3 separate regions of the Ovis aries genome follow, and all the other regions are linked to region 1. The links are chromatin contacts, called in public Hi-C maps. All regions are on one chromosome and are shown on one strand. The core of a region is the stretch at or near the end of the contact, and the rest is flanking DNA. Distances in the headings are between cores, read along the strand shown. Region 1 holds the start of PDLIM5 (PDZ and LIM domain 5). Region 2 overlaps PDLIM5 (PDZ and LIM domain 5). Region 3 overlaps PDLIM5 (PDZ and LIM domain 5).

Evidence for each region. A called contact is a pair of places that touch in the nucleus more often than the background predicts.
Region 2: a Hi-C map of liver shows a contact between it and region 1, with 2.4 times the contacts expected there. The contact joins the enhancer-like site here to the promoter of PDLIM5 in region 1. A contact is called at or near these places in 4 of 16 Hi-C or Micro-C datasets (hypothalamus, liver, muscle and 1 more).
Region 3: a contact with region 1 is called in a Hi-C map of hypothalamus, with 2.4 times the contacts expected there. The contact joins the enhancer-like site here to the promoter of PDLIM5 in region 1. A contact is called at or near these places in 2 of 16 Hi-C or Micro-C datasets (hypothalamus and skin fibroblasts).

What each region holds. Positions count from the first base shown.
Region 1 is chr6:30,815,691-30,819,871 of ARS-UI_Ramb_v3.0, reverse strand. It overlaps PDLIM5 (PDZ and LIM domain 5), which reads left to right and starts at 2,489. Exons shown (of 15, transcript XM_060416872.1): 1 at 2,489-2,537.
Region 2 is chr6:30,661,465-30,665,645 of ARS-UI_Ramb_v3.0, reverse strand. All of the region lies in intron 9 of PDLIM5 (PDZ and LIM domain 5), which reads left to right. Among named protein-coding and RNA genes, the nearest start is that of PDLIM5, 150 kb to the left of the region's middle. Within about 2 kb of position 2,130, at least 3 of the 54 cell types and tissues checked have an H3K27ac peak or open chromatin away from gene starts, as enhancers often do. A contact at or near this core is called in liver, where this site is marked.
Region 3 is chr6:30,681,424-30,685,604 of ARS-UI_Ramb_v3.0, reverse strand. The region is part of intron 4 of PDLIM5 (PDZ and LIM domain 5); the gene reads left to right. Among named protein-coding and RNA genes, the nearest start is that of PDLIM5, 130 kb to the left of the region's middle. Within about 2 kb of position 2,209, at least 13 of the 54 cell types and tissues checked have an H3K27ac peak or open chromatin away from gene starts, as enhancers often do. A contact at or near this core is called in hypothalamus, where this site is marked.

The sequences.
Region 1 (4,181 bases), core at 1,240-3,739:
TTTATCTTTTGTGATACATAAAATCTAATCAGTCAGGAAAGTTTTATATGGTTACCAGTTATTTAACACTTTCTTGGTGCCAAGCATGCCATATATATATATATATTTATAATTTATATATGTGTGTATGTAGTTTATGTATATAATATGTATATGTAGTATATATATATAATCTCTACTTCTCATGATAACTTCAAAAGGTAATTTATAATTATTTCTTTTAAATGAAGAAACTGAGATGAGTTGCTATCTGGGGTGCATGGTTATCACCAAAGCACAGTTTACAGTAAATTGTGGGTACAGGGATATTTCTAGGGAAGTGATTTTTAAGTATTATAGTTGAATGACTACCTAGATATGAAAAAAAAAAATCCAGGTAATCATTTCACAAAAAACTTTTTGTTTGTGAAAAAAGCAGACTCTTGGGGCCCATTGGCAAGGATCCTGGGTCTGGAGGCCAGGAAGTTACAGTTTTAACAAGCTGCCTGTGCCATTTTGATGCAGTTGGCACTTTGGAGAACACTTGGATAAATATCAGCCTATGTATTCTACTTGAATTTGGTTCATTTCCCCAACACCCCAGACTTTAAACTGTGGTAGGAGGAGGAAGAGGATTCAGAGGTAGGCTATCATCCATAGGCTAACACTGATTTGCATAGGTAGGTAACACTCCCAGCTCTTCACCACCTCAAGATGCTTATCTTCTAGTGATACCTCTATATATTGTCTGCATTTCTTGATGTCTTTAGTCAACCTGGTTCCATTCAGGATCAAATTAATTGTATTAGCAGCAAACAGATGAAGAGGAGCAGAGAGAGGACCCTTACAGGGTAATTCTAGCCATTGCCCTGTGGAAGTATTACCAGCTGCAATCTCTTGAAACCTCAGTTTTCTTGACTATAAATGGGATGACATTTGTCTTATAAAGTTAGAAGAATTATTAAGTGTAGTAAGAGTTATTACATTAAGTGTAGTAAAAATTTTTACACTGCCTAGTGTATGGTAGGTGTTTGTAAGTGGCAGCTATTGTTACTATTTATTTCTTTATATATTTTGGGAGGGAGATGTCAAACATGACAACAAATATTAAAGCACTCTGTAAACCAGTTCACACTAGGAAACCCTTCCCTCCAATATAATCTTTCAGAGAATGTGATGAAAACTATGGACTAGTGCTGTCCAATGAAAATATAATAATGTCAGTCAACATTGGTAATGCAAAATATCTTAGTATCCACGTTAAAAAACAGCAAAATTAAGTTTAATTGTATGTTTAACAAACATAAAAATTTTACTTCAACATGTAATCAACATAAAATTATTAATGACATTTTATATTATCTTTGTCATAATAAGTCTTCAAAATCCAGTTCCATTGTAGCACGATTTGGACACGACGTTTAAGAGAAATGTACTCCTATCCAAACACTAAAGTTGTTTTTAACGGAGGCATGTTACCCTACTTCAGTTTTTAAATTTAAATTAAATTTACATAAAACAAAAAATTCAGTGCTTCAGTCGCAGTAAATAAATTTCAAATGTTCAGTAGCTACATGTGATAGATGGTTACCGGTTTGGACAGAGCAGTTTGGGATGTTCTCTAGAATTTTGTTTGCACTTCTTGGGGACCCACGGACTCCATCAGCCTTGCTTGATAAGTCCCATGGTTAAGAACTGTCCTTTTCACATGTTATAAGCCAATTTACAGTTCAAAACAAGCCTAAAAGTTACTTTCTCTTATGTTCACTGAACGTTATTCAAATTTGCTCATGAATAAATCCCTTGGGCTAAATCAAGCACCTTTATAGAAACTGGAAAGTGGACTATCGATCTGGACTTAGAAAAAATAAGCTGAGGTTATAATGGTTGAACCACCTTCGGCCGCTGCTCTTTAACACGGTCTTCTGGTTTGATTAGAGGATTTAACTTCTAGGTATTAAAGTTGCTGATTTTCCCTTTCCTAACAGGTCAACTTTAAAGTCTTCACTTCTCCGGGCACATAAAGCTTGCTCAAAAAACCAGGCAGTGGCCGCTGGGCTTGCATAGATAGGGATTTATCCAAAGCCCTCTCCTATTTTTAGCCAAAAGCAACTGCTTGCCAAATTCAGTTTCTGGAGAGAAAAACGCATCCACGACAAAACAAACAGGCAGAGAGGACCTTTGTCAGGTACTGCTCAAAACCCCCTAAGACTGGTCCCACCGAAACTCCGTACTGCAATTGTCTTTCCGCAGCAGCTTCGGCTCGCTGCAGTTAGCCCGCGCGCTAGGTTCACCCGCAGCCTTCTCTCAGCTCGCCGCAGCCCTGCGGGTCCGGGGCGTGGCCAGGAGAGGAGGGGGCGTGCCCTGGCCCGGGGGCGGGGCCGGTGTGTGTGTGAGTGTGTGTGTGTGTGTGTGTGTGTGTGTGTGTGTTGGGGCTGGCGGGGTGGGGGCGGGATCCAGGAGGCGGAAGTTCCCGCGGGCCGTGGGGAAGGCACAAGCACCGCGAGTCACTTGTCAGCGCTCGTCTGATTCGGAGGCATCGCGGCGCCGGACCGGAGGTGAGTGGCCGCCTTCATGGGATGCGCGTCTCGGAACCCGGGTAGGGAGGAGGGAAAGAAGGAATCGCCGTGCACTGAGAGCACGGCGAGAAGTCCTGCTTAGGGAGAGACGGTGGTGCGCCTAGCGCTGGGAAGCTTCTCAGGTGTTTGCTGGACGCGGATCTGCGGAGGTGGAGAGTGGCGTGGGAAGAGGACTACCAGGGAAACGGCGGCGCGGAAGCGGGCTCCAGGCCAGAGAACGGGCACTGGACCCGGGACGGGCTGGGACTAGGACGGCTGAGGCAGGGGCTCAGGAGTCGGGCGAGGGCGGGCCACCATCCGGGTGCCGAGCGCCTTTGGGCACACACCTTAGAGTCTGGGGATACTCGCGTCCTGCGCAGTCTCCTGGAGGTGTGGAGAGGAAGCGGGGCTTTTATTTGCGCTCACTCTACTGAGAAGCATTTATTTCACACTCCCCGCTCCCCCCCCCCCCAACATTTAGGATTGTGTAACCTGTTAAGGGAATAAAGTTTGTTTAATAAACAGATATGAGTCCAGAAGTTAAAGCTTGTTTAAAAAACAGATCTGTCGTAAACGCCGGATTTATTAATGCTTGCGTACTTGTTGGGGCTTTTTTAGGCTGTGCCTCTAATTCGTTTGACAATAAGTGGAAAAAGGAAGGGCGTATGGATAGGGCAGAGCTTGGAAAGAAAATTGGTGGCTGCGCTGGGCAGGGCAGGTCTAGGGTGTGATCGCCAGATCCTATCCCAAGTCCGCCTTCCTGACCACGAGGACATTGGAACCCGCCTGCCTCGGAAACAGCCGGCTCGGGAACCTTATTTGGCAAACAGGGCTAGGCGTGAACCTCTTTGCTGGAAAACTGTCTCGTCGGCTACTTTCATCCGCTGCTTGTGGCTTTAATTCTTCCACTCTACCTCCACAGTCTCTCATTCTGGGGAGGAAAAGAATCTTAAGATACATCTTTAATTTTAGACCCAACTCTGAGCAATTCATCACGAATTCTTCTTTCCAGTCCTCCCATCCACTGAAGAAGTTAGAAGTGTGGGAAATACCAAGCTTCCTTGAGTGAAGACATTGTTTGGACTTTCCCTAAAAGAAAATCCAACACTATACAGAAGTTCCAACACTTTCTACTTATTTGAAGGAAGAAAGGCTGCTCAATATTTCCTGCCTCCTTGGTAATTTAGGAAGAGTTTGGGCACTAATAACCAGACCTGGAAAAGGCCAACAATATAACTGTTGCTTTGATTTCTGACTATTTCAAGTCACATGAAACTGGCAAAGGGAGGGAAATGGCACTGACTGGAAATGAACTGACACTGGCTCTATAGTGTGGCTGTGAACTTGCCAGTTCTAGAGAGTTTAATAACAAATGAGGGAAAGCAGGAAAGGAACTCCCAAGTAAAGAGAGTTACAGGTACATGAGTTAATATATGAATTAAATACATTTTCTTGTAGGGAACAATGGGATTAGGAAAGTTGAGCCTAACTTTCACGTTCTTCTTTTGATGAAAAGTTAAAGATTAAAAAAGAAGGATGGGCATATTGCCTGTGAAATATCTGTTGGCTTTATACACTTTTGATAAATGTGTGCCATCATCCAAGTAGTCCCTCTCTACAAGTTCTCAGAAACGCTTTTATTAT
Region 2 (4,181 bases), core at 881-3,380, 150 kb after region 1:
AACATTTGTTTGTTAATCCATGTTCCTTTCTGGTTTTGGTCTGTTTTAACATGAATAACTGTGACTCCTGTGAGGTGACAATACATGACTAATGTTAGAAATAGGCATATGAAATGCTTATTACTCTGGAAAAGCCAACAAAAATTTTATCGTTACTAAAGAAATGTTTCAAGTTAAAAGTATAATCTAAAATACTGACCTCCATATTATCAGATGTACTGAAAGCTAATATTAATATGTCACCAACCATAATAGAGAATTATTAAAGGCCATAGAAAATTTTATTTAAAGTTAATTATTTTAGAAACATATACCTAAAATACATCGTGTCAAGCACCATACAAAGGGTGATGTTTCTTGACTCACTTCTCAGTTTCTACTATATGTAGTAAAATATTTATCTAATAATTTTAAAATTTTTATGCATGTATAGAAGATCCCCTGGAGAAGGGAATGGCTACCTACTCCATTATTCTTGCCTGGAGAACTCCATGGACAGAGGAGCCTACCAGGCTACAGTCCATGGAGTTGTAAAGATTCCAACATGAGTGAGCGACTAATACTTTCACTTTCATCGGTCTGTATAAATAAGTATAAAGTAGTATTTTGAGGGCTTCCCTCCTAGCTCAGTCGGTGAAGTATCTGCCTGCAATGCAGGAGACCCAGGTTCTATTCCTGGATCAGGAAGATCCCTTGGAGAAGTATTTTTGCCTGGAGAATCCCATGGACAAAGGAGCCGGGTGGGTTACAGTCCATGGGATCACAAGAGTCAGACACGACTTAGCAACTAAACCACCAAACCACCACCAAGGTGGTATTTTAGTTTAGCAAAAACGATTTCTAAAATTATCATGACCCAAACATACTTTCATTAGTCTGTTTTTTCTCTCTCTCTCTTGTTCAAGTAATGGTGGGTTCTGATTTTTCACAGATTATGGTGAAGAATTAATGTGTGATGTAGTTTCCCCATTTCCAAAGACTTAAACGTACTCACCAGGGGAAGAGTGACTGGCTCTCCTGTTAGCTAGAAAACAGTTCAAACTCCAGTCACCAGTTACATTACACAAAACTGAAGTGGTTATGGGGGGGAAAAATCTAGGCTGTCCCTTGGCACTAACTAATGTCCCTGTGATCTTCAGTTGAAGGCCATCAGAACAGATGTTACTTCTTGAATACAAACTTGTCACCTTTGTACATTCATTGAAAATTTAGACAGCAGAACCTACATAAATTTTTCCCAACAGGTTCAATTTACAGCAAGTTTTTAAAACATTTTAGGTTGTTCACAGATATTCACAGGATCCACATAAAACAGATTTTTAAAAATTTATTTATTTAGCCTCTCGTCTTGTGGGATCTTAGTTCCCTGATCAGGGATTAAACCCCAGCCCTCGGCAGTGAAAGTGTAAAAATAGATTAATGAAAAAACACAGTTTGCTAACCTGTGCATGTCTTCATTATTTCTGTTTTCACAAATATACTGGACTCTGTTGTATATTCTTATTAGGACATGTGTCATTTGAGTAAATTACCTAAAATTATTATTTAAAAGCTACACAAAGGAATTAGGAATCATTTCCTTGGCTCATAATCTCACATGTTTTCATGAGGTTAAAATCAGGTTTGTCCCAAAACACAGAACACAAAGACTTTCACAGCACAGTCTAATTTTTAAAAGCAAAAATAGAATTATGCTTAGCTGATAATATTATCATATGCATTCCTGCAAAGTATTGTGTTAACCTGGAAAAAAAGGCCACAGGTTCAAAAATGGGTATATAACCAAATAGTAATTATTGTCTATTGCAAAATATGGGATGTTTGTAATTTATCTCCTTTCCTTTTCTACTGGTTGATTATATTGTCCTATGGGCTTCCCTGGTGGCTCAGACAGTAAGGAACCCACCTGCAATGCGGGAGACCTGGGTCGGGAAGATCCCCTGGAGGAGGGCATGGCAACCCACACCAGTATTCTTGCCTGGAGAATCCCATGGATAGAGGAACCTGGCGGGCTACAGTCCATGGGGTTGCAAAGCGTCAGACGTGACTGAATGACTAAGTACAGCACAGCACACAGGCGAACAGTGGTTTGATGACTATAATGTAAAGTCGCCATCTATTGAGCATAAGTAATTACTACACTTGAGCTCCTTGTGAGAAAAGTGTATTATTGAAGCAAGAAACATAGTTCCTATGTACTCTGTTTTCACACACAGATTGTTTAATTTTCTGTTTCATTATGGAAATACTTGGATACTTTTTCCAAATTTAACTGTGAAGACTAATATTTATGAAGTTGTTTCATGAAAATCAGCGTTTGTAATAAGCAAACATTGACTTTCAAAGTACAGAATATGCACTAAGTTCTTTAGAAGTTTTATCAGACTAGCAGTGCTTCTATTATGATGCTGTTTCGATAAATTCTTTTCTTTTAACCTTAAATATTTCAAAATTATTTTATTGAGTTAAACAAAAAAATAAAAGGAACTTATTTTAACTAAAATTCAATGTTGAAGATACTTCCTACAGCTTACTTTTTTTAATTCAAAAGAAATTATAATTTAAAAAGATTAATTGGGGGTAATGATAATAGTCTTCCCCATGATGGAAGACTTAATTTTCTATCTTTGACTGCCATTCGGTTTTACATCTTTCCATCACACTGAAAGTTTCAAAACCCCAAGTTTTTCTACTTTTATGTGAAGGTGTGTTTATTATGATGGTGAAGTGAAAGTCGCTTAGTCGTGTCTGACTCTTTGCGACCCCATGGACTATACATATTCAGTCCCTGGAATTCTCCAGACCAGAATACTGGAGTGGGTAGCCATTCCCTTCTCCAGGGGATCTTCCCAACCCAGGATCAAACCTAGGTCTCCCGCATTGCAAGCAGATTCTTTACTGTCTGAACCACCAGGGAAGCCCAAGAATACTGGAATGGGTATGTGTTAGTCGCTCACTTATGTCCAACTCTTTGAGACCCCCATGGACTGTGGCCTGCCAGGCTTCTCTGCCATGGAATTCTCCAGGCAAGACTATTGGAATGGGTAACGTAGCCCTTCTCCAGTGGATCTTCGTGACCCAGAAATCAAACTGGTGTCTTTTGCATTGCAGGCAGATTCTTTACCAGCTGAGCTACCAGGGATTTTATAAAAGGAAATTGAAATAATTTATTGCATAGTATAGCATAAAACATTTGATAGGTATGGACATTCGGATGTCTTAATTTTCTTCTTCCTAGTCAAATTAAAGAACTCTGTTTTCAAGTTACATTATTCTTATGAGAAGTCTTAATCGTCTATATTTTCTCTGTTGTGTTTCTCTATTTTTATATCTATTAACAGGTATGTATTGAGTGCTGCTTCTTTGTCCAATTTTGATATGTGTTCATCTCCCAAATACATCTAATCAAATACTTCTGAAGAGTCTGTAATCATTTCTTTAAAGTTATGTTCAAGCTAGGATAACACCTCATCAATTTTTGAGTTAGCATTACATATGTATTTTATCTTTTCACATAATTTATTACCCTAATATCCTAATAATTCTAGGATAGGAATAAACGTTTGAGGATAAATTTCTGAAAGATTTTAATGGCTTCAGGTAGTTGTATATCACTGTTCAGATAATGGGTAAACTGGAAGTTTTGATACAAAGAAGCAAGACTTTTAAGTGGTACTCAAACTTATCCTTTGCTTACAACAATAGAGTCAAATATCTCTTGTTAATATCATCAGATCTCTTGGCAGTGATACAAGTAGGGATATTGAAGCAGTACCACATGCATGTTAAGAAAATGTACATACACATAATAGTCATTTAAATGTGAAAGATAAAACAACCAGACAGTGTTAATTTAAGGGATTTTTAAAAGTTAAAAATATATATATATATAGAAAACAAGATGTTGTCAAGGATTATTATTAAAATAATAAATGCTGGTTGTTGAAAGATATTAACAGGCAAACAAAAATCACTCGAACTCAGAAATAAATACTGGAGAAGTTTATGTTTATTTACCTTCTGGAGAAGATTGAAGCCCAGGTAGAAAGTTTTTCTTAATGTACTCCCTGAAATGGGCTTAAAACTCAGCATTCAAAAAACTAAGGACATGGCACCATCACTTCATGGCATATAGATGGGGCGACAGTGGAAACAGGGACAGACTTCCTTTTCTTGGGCTC
Region 3 (4,181 bases), core at 960-3,459, 130 kb after region 1:
GAACCACTCTAACTTCCATTCCTGTCTCCAACCATACTGACAATTTATAGTTCTCATACAGTTTTTCCTCACAGTTCTTTAAAGATGATGAGGGATAGTGAAAATCAACACATAACAGAATTATCATGTAATTATTCCTTATTATTTAAACAATATAATTATTCCTTATTATTTAAATAGTATTTCCAGTGTCATGTATTATTGGTAACTCACATCCAGATGTCTTACCTTCACTTTTAATTTGCCTCTTTATTCAAATAATCTAAACAGATTAAATAAGTGGTTACAAAAATGAATGTCACAGTAAGTCTTTAATGACAGTTTAATGGTAATACTAAATTACATTTTTAAACTATATTTTCAGAGTATTCTTGGATTAGGTTTTTGGCAAGTACCCTATTTTTTATATATATATATATATATCTTCAAATTGTCCCAAAGCATTGTTCATTTACATCTGGTTTTGTGCTTTGGGGGGATTTCTCCTTAATTTTACTTGTGCCTTTTTAGTGAATTTGCTCATATTGATTCCCTGAGGCATTAAGTTACTTTATCCCCCTCAGCTTTATTATTTCTATAAGATTAGATTACTTTTTCTTCCTTTAAGTTAAACATAATAGAGCTACCATTGTGTACTTTTTATAGAATTCGATTGTTTTTCTTTTGAGATGATAAGGACTTATTCTTGAATATCACAGAAGATTAAGCTGGGTTTATTTTTAAATTCACACTTACTTTGCAATAGGGGTTTGCAAACACAAATTCTGTTAATTTTAGGTGGAATTGATCTTAGTTGTTATTTTTTTCTTTGATGTCTGTGAAGAAACATTTAAGATCTTCTTTTTTTTTCCTTCTGTTACTTTTGAATATTTATTTTGGAAAAGGGAAGAATTTTATTCCATCTTTAGTGATATCTCAAAACATTCCAGAGAGAGTAATAGGTGGACTGTAGAAAAGGGAAAGGATTGATTTTGTTTCATTTGTTTTGTGTTTTATTTTTAAGGAGCAATTTCTTGAATCAAAATAATTAGAATGTTCACATTTCTGAATCAGATGGAAATGAACATTCCTTCTTTTTTTTTTGATTGAAGAATTAGAAATGTCCAGCTGCTTCTGCATGAATCAAATAATTGAACTCTGGAGAGTAATTAAACGTGTTTAAAAGATGGAATTGTAGTTGAGACTCCGGATATTTTAAAATAAATGTTTTGATTAGTGATGTTTTGTTTACTGTGGGGTATTAAAATTTTTTCCTTTGGAATATGTCTAAATTGACACTTACGTTGGCCTTTAGGCTTTTTGATAACTTTCCTAATCTATTTCCTAAATATTTTGAACTCCTTTCATTTTTTAAAAAACATTTATTTACTCAGTATGTGCATCTGTGTTATGCATGTTGAGACCAGTTAGCATGCATGCTAATATTTTATCTGGAAACGTGTAAAGTTTGGCCTGCTAACATAATTGTGTTTGTCTTTTTATAAACTAGCTGTGTGTTCTTTTCAGTGGATCTGTTTTGCATGTCTTTGCCGTGTTTTGTGTATGTTTATTTTTATTTTACATAGGGAGAACCTAAAGAAGTAGTTAAACCTGTGCCCATTCCATCTCCTGCTGTGTCCAAAGTCACTTCCACAACCAACATGGCCTACAATAAGGCCCCGCGGCCCTTTGGTTCTGTGTCTTCACCAAAAGTCACATCCATCCCATCACCATCGTCTGCCTTCACCCCAGCCCACGCGACCACTTCATCACATGCTTCCCCTCCACCCGTGGCCGCTGTCACTTCTCCCCCATTCGCTGCATCTGGACCGCATGCTAATACCAATCTTAGTGCTGACCAGCGGTCATCTGCGCTGAACGCTGGTAAACCTGCAGTTAATGTCCCACGGCAGCCCACAGTCACCAGCGTGTGTGCCGAGACTGCCCAGGAGCTAGCGGAGGGACAGAGAAGAGGATCCCAGGGTGACAGTAAACAGCAAAATGGGTAGGTGGCCGCGGGTGCTTTCTGCTCTTATCAAACTCTTCTTTCAGGCAGTTTCCAGGCAGCACTTAATCTCCACCCACCCCCAAATCAGCTGTTCTCTGAGAGAAGGGAAATGAAGTTTCATCTGCTTCATTAACATGTAATGTAGCTTTATGTTATATACAATACACCACTCTCTGCAAGGCAATTATAGGTTAATCCAAACCTAATTATGCATCTTGACCTGGTATGAATCATGTAACGGACTCTGTAACTCTTTTTCTCCAAGTCTGGAACAACGTGGAGCAGCTGGCCCTTATAATGCAAGGCAAATCTTGAATCTTTCTTTCTCAATTTTTCCGTTCTTTTATGAGTCACCAAAAGTTGAAATAGAATGGTTGCAGTTGTGTCAGCTTATGTATCTCATGCTAAAGAGAGAGGAAATGAGAAGCTTGTAAGAAGCTTATTTCTAGGAAGTATTCTGAAGACAGAAAACAAATTTAGTTTTGACTCATGTCTATGTATGATGCATTAGCTTAGGTCAGCTAGCTAAGCCACATTCTTTTCAGATAAACTTACACTGAAATTTAGTCTTTAAAAGCAAACAGTAATGAGAGGACAGTAACATTCACGGATGCTTAAAAACATCAGAAGCAAATTAGAGAATACTTTCATTGTAAACATTTTTCTAAAATGAATAGATTTAAAGCAGTGGACACTGAATATATAATGTTATAATAACTTTCTGAGAATCCATTCCTTATAATTTTCCTCTTTTTTTGTGGCACAGATTTTTTTAAAAATTGAAGTCTGTTTTCAGTAGCCATCATTTATAGATGGTTATTTTATTTTTGGAATCCAGTGACTATCCTTTAAACCAAAGTCATTTCTGTAAAGTCATTTTGATCAGATTTATTGTGACAAAAGTGTCTTTTAAAAGGAAATAATCTGCATGTGTGATTGTTTTTAACCAATGTCAGTTCCCAGGAAAATATAATTAAAATAATTGTGTAGTTAGGTCCTTTCTGAGATAATCCCTTCTGAATGTTAATTCATGTAATGAAGGGGCTGTGCTTTCATAGGACTGTTCCCATGGCAACTTGGGGGCTTTGAAAAAGAAGGTGGCAGGGTTCCAGGCTGCTGCTGAGAGAAAGGAGCAAGTCTGGAAGGACAGCTCCTGGGCCCTATGTGTGGTTTTGTGGTTGTGGGTGACTTTTGAAAGTTTTGATGTATACACTGAGGAAAACTAGTACCTTTCAAAGAAAGTTATTTCTCTCATATGAGGAAGATAAATAGTATGTAGTGTTGAGGTGCATTTGGTTGTCATTTTTCGGATTTGTCTATTTTAAGATAATAGATTTTAGAGTAACCAAAGTAGATATCTTGAAAAGACAGATGTGTGTGTGCTGAATTGTGTCTAACTCTTTGCAACCCACCAGGTTGCAGGACTGTAGCCCGCCGGGCTCCTCTATCCATTGGATTTCCCAGGCAAGAGTACTGGAGAGGGTTGTTATTTTTTTCTCCAGGGGATCTTCCCAGTGTAGGGATCGAGCCTGTGTCTCCTGCATTGCAGGCAGATTCTTTACTGCTGACCCATCTGGGAAGCCCCCTGAAAAGACAGATGCTGCCTATCAAATCCTAGTCTCATGGAAGACTAAAAGCAGAAGTTTATTTTGTTTGTTAAATTCCAGGTTCAGTAGGAAAAAAATACTTCTTTTGAAGGAAGTGTTCAAGTTAAAATCTTTTCTCCTTCCTAACATTTCATAAAATTTTATAAGGAAGGCTTCTTAATAGAAATTGTAGAGATAAAAGCAAAACTGAGGTTACAGAAAACTATTATATTGAAAACACTAAGTTGAAACTTTGTGTTTTATGGGTATAGCTTTGGTAATTCCTGAAATGACTTATTTTCAACTTTGTAGGCAGTGATATAGTTACAGGGACTTTACAGTGGTTTCTTAGTCAATTGACATGTAGTTATTGAGCACACGTCTGGTGTCCTGCACTGTCCAAGATTCAGGACAAAAGGGAGTATTACATATTTTGCATCATTAACAAGCAAGTTACTGCTTTGCATTTGTAAATTGATTGCATTTAAAAGTAGCTTAATTTCGGGTGTTGACCCGATGTGTTAGCACAATGAAAACTTGATTACTATGAAAACAAAAGTGTGGTGTTTGTGAAATTCTGTAGACAAATTTGCAAGTGCTCTTTCTGC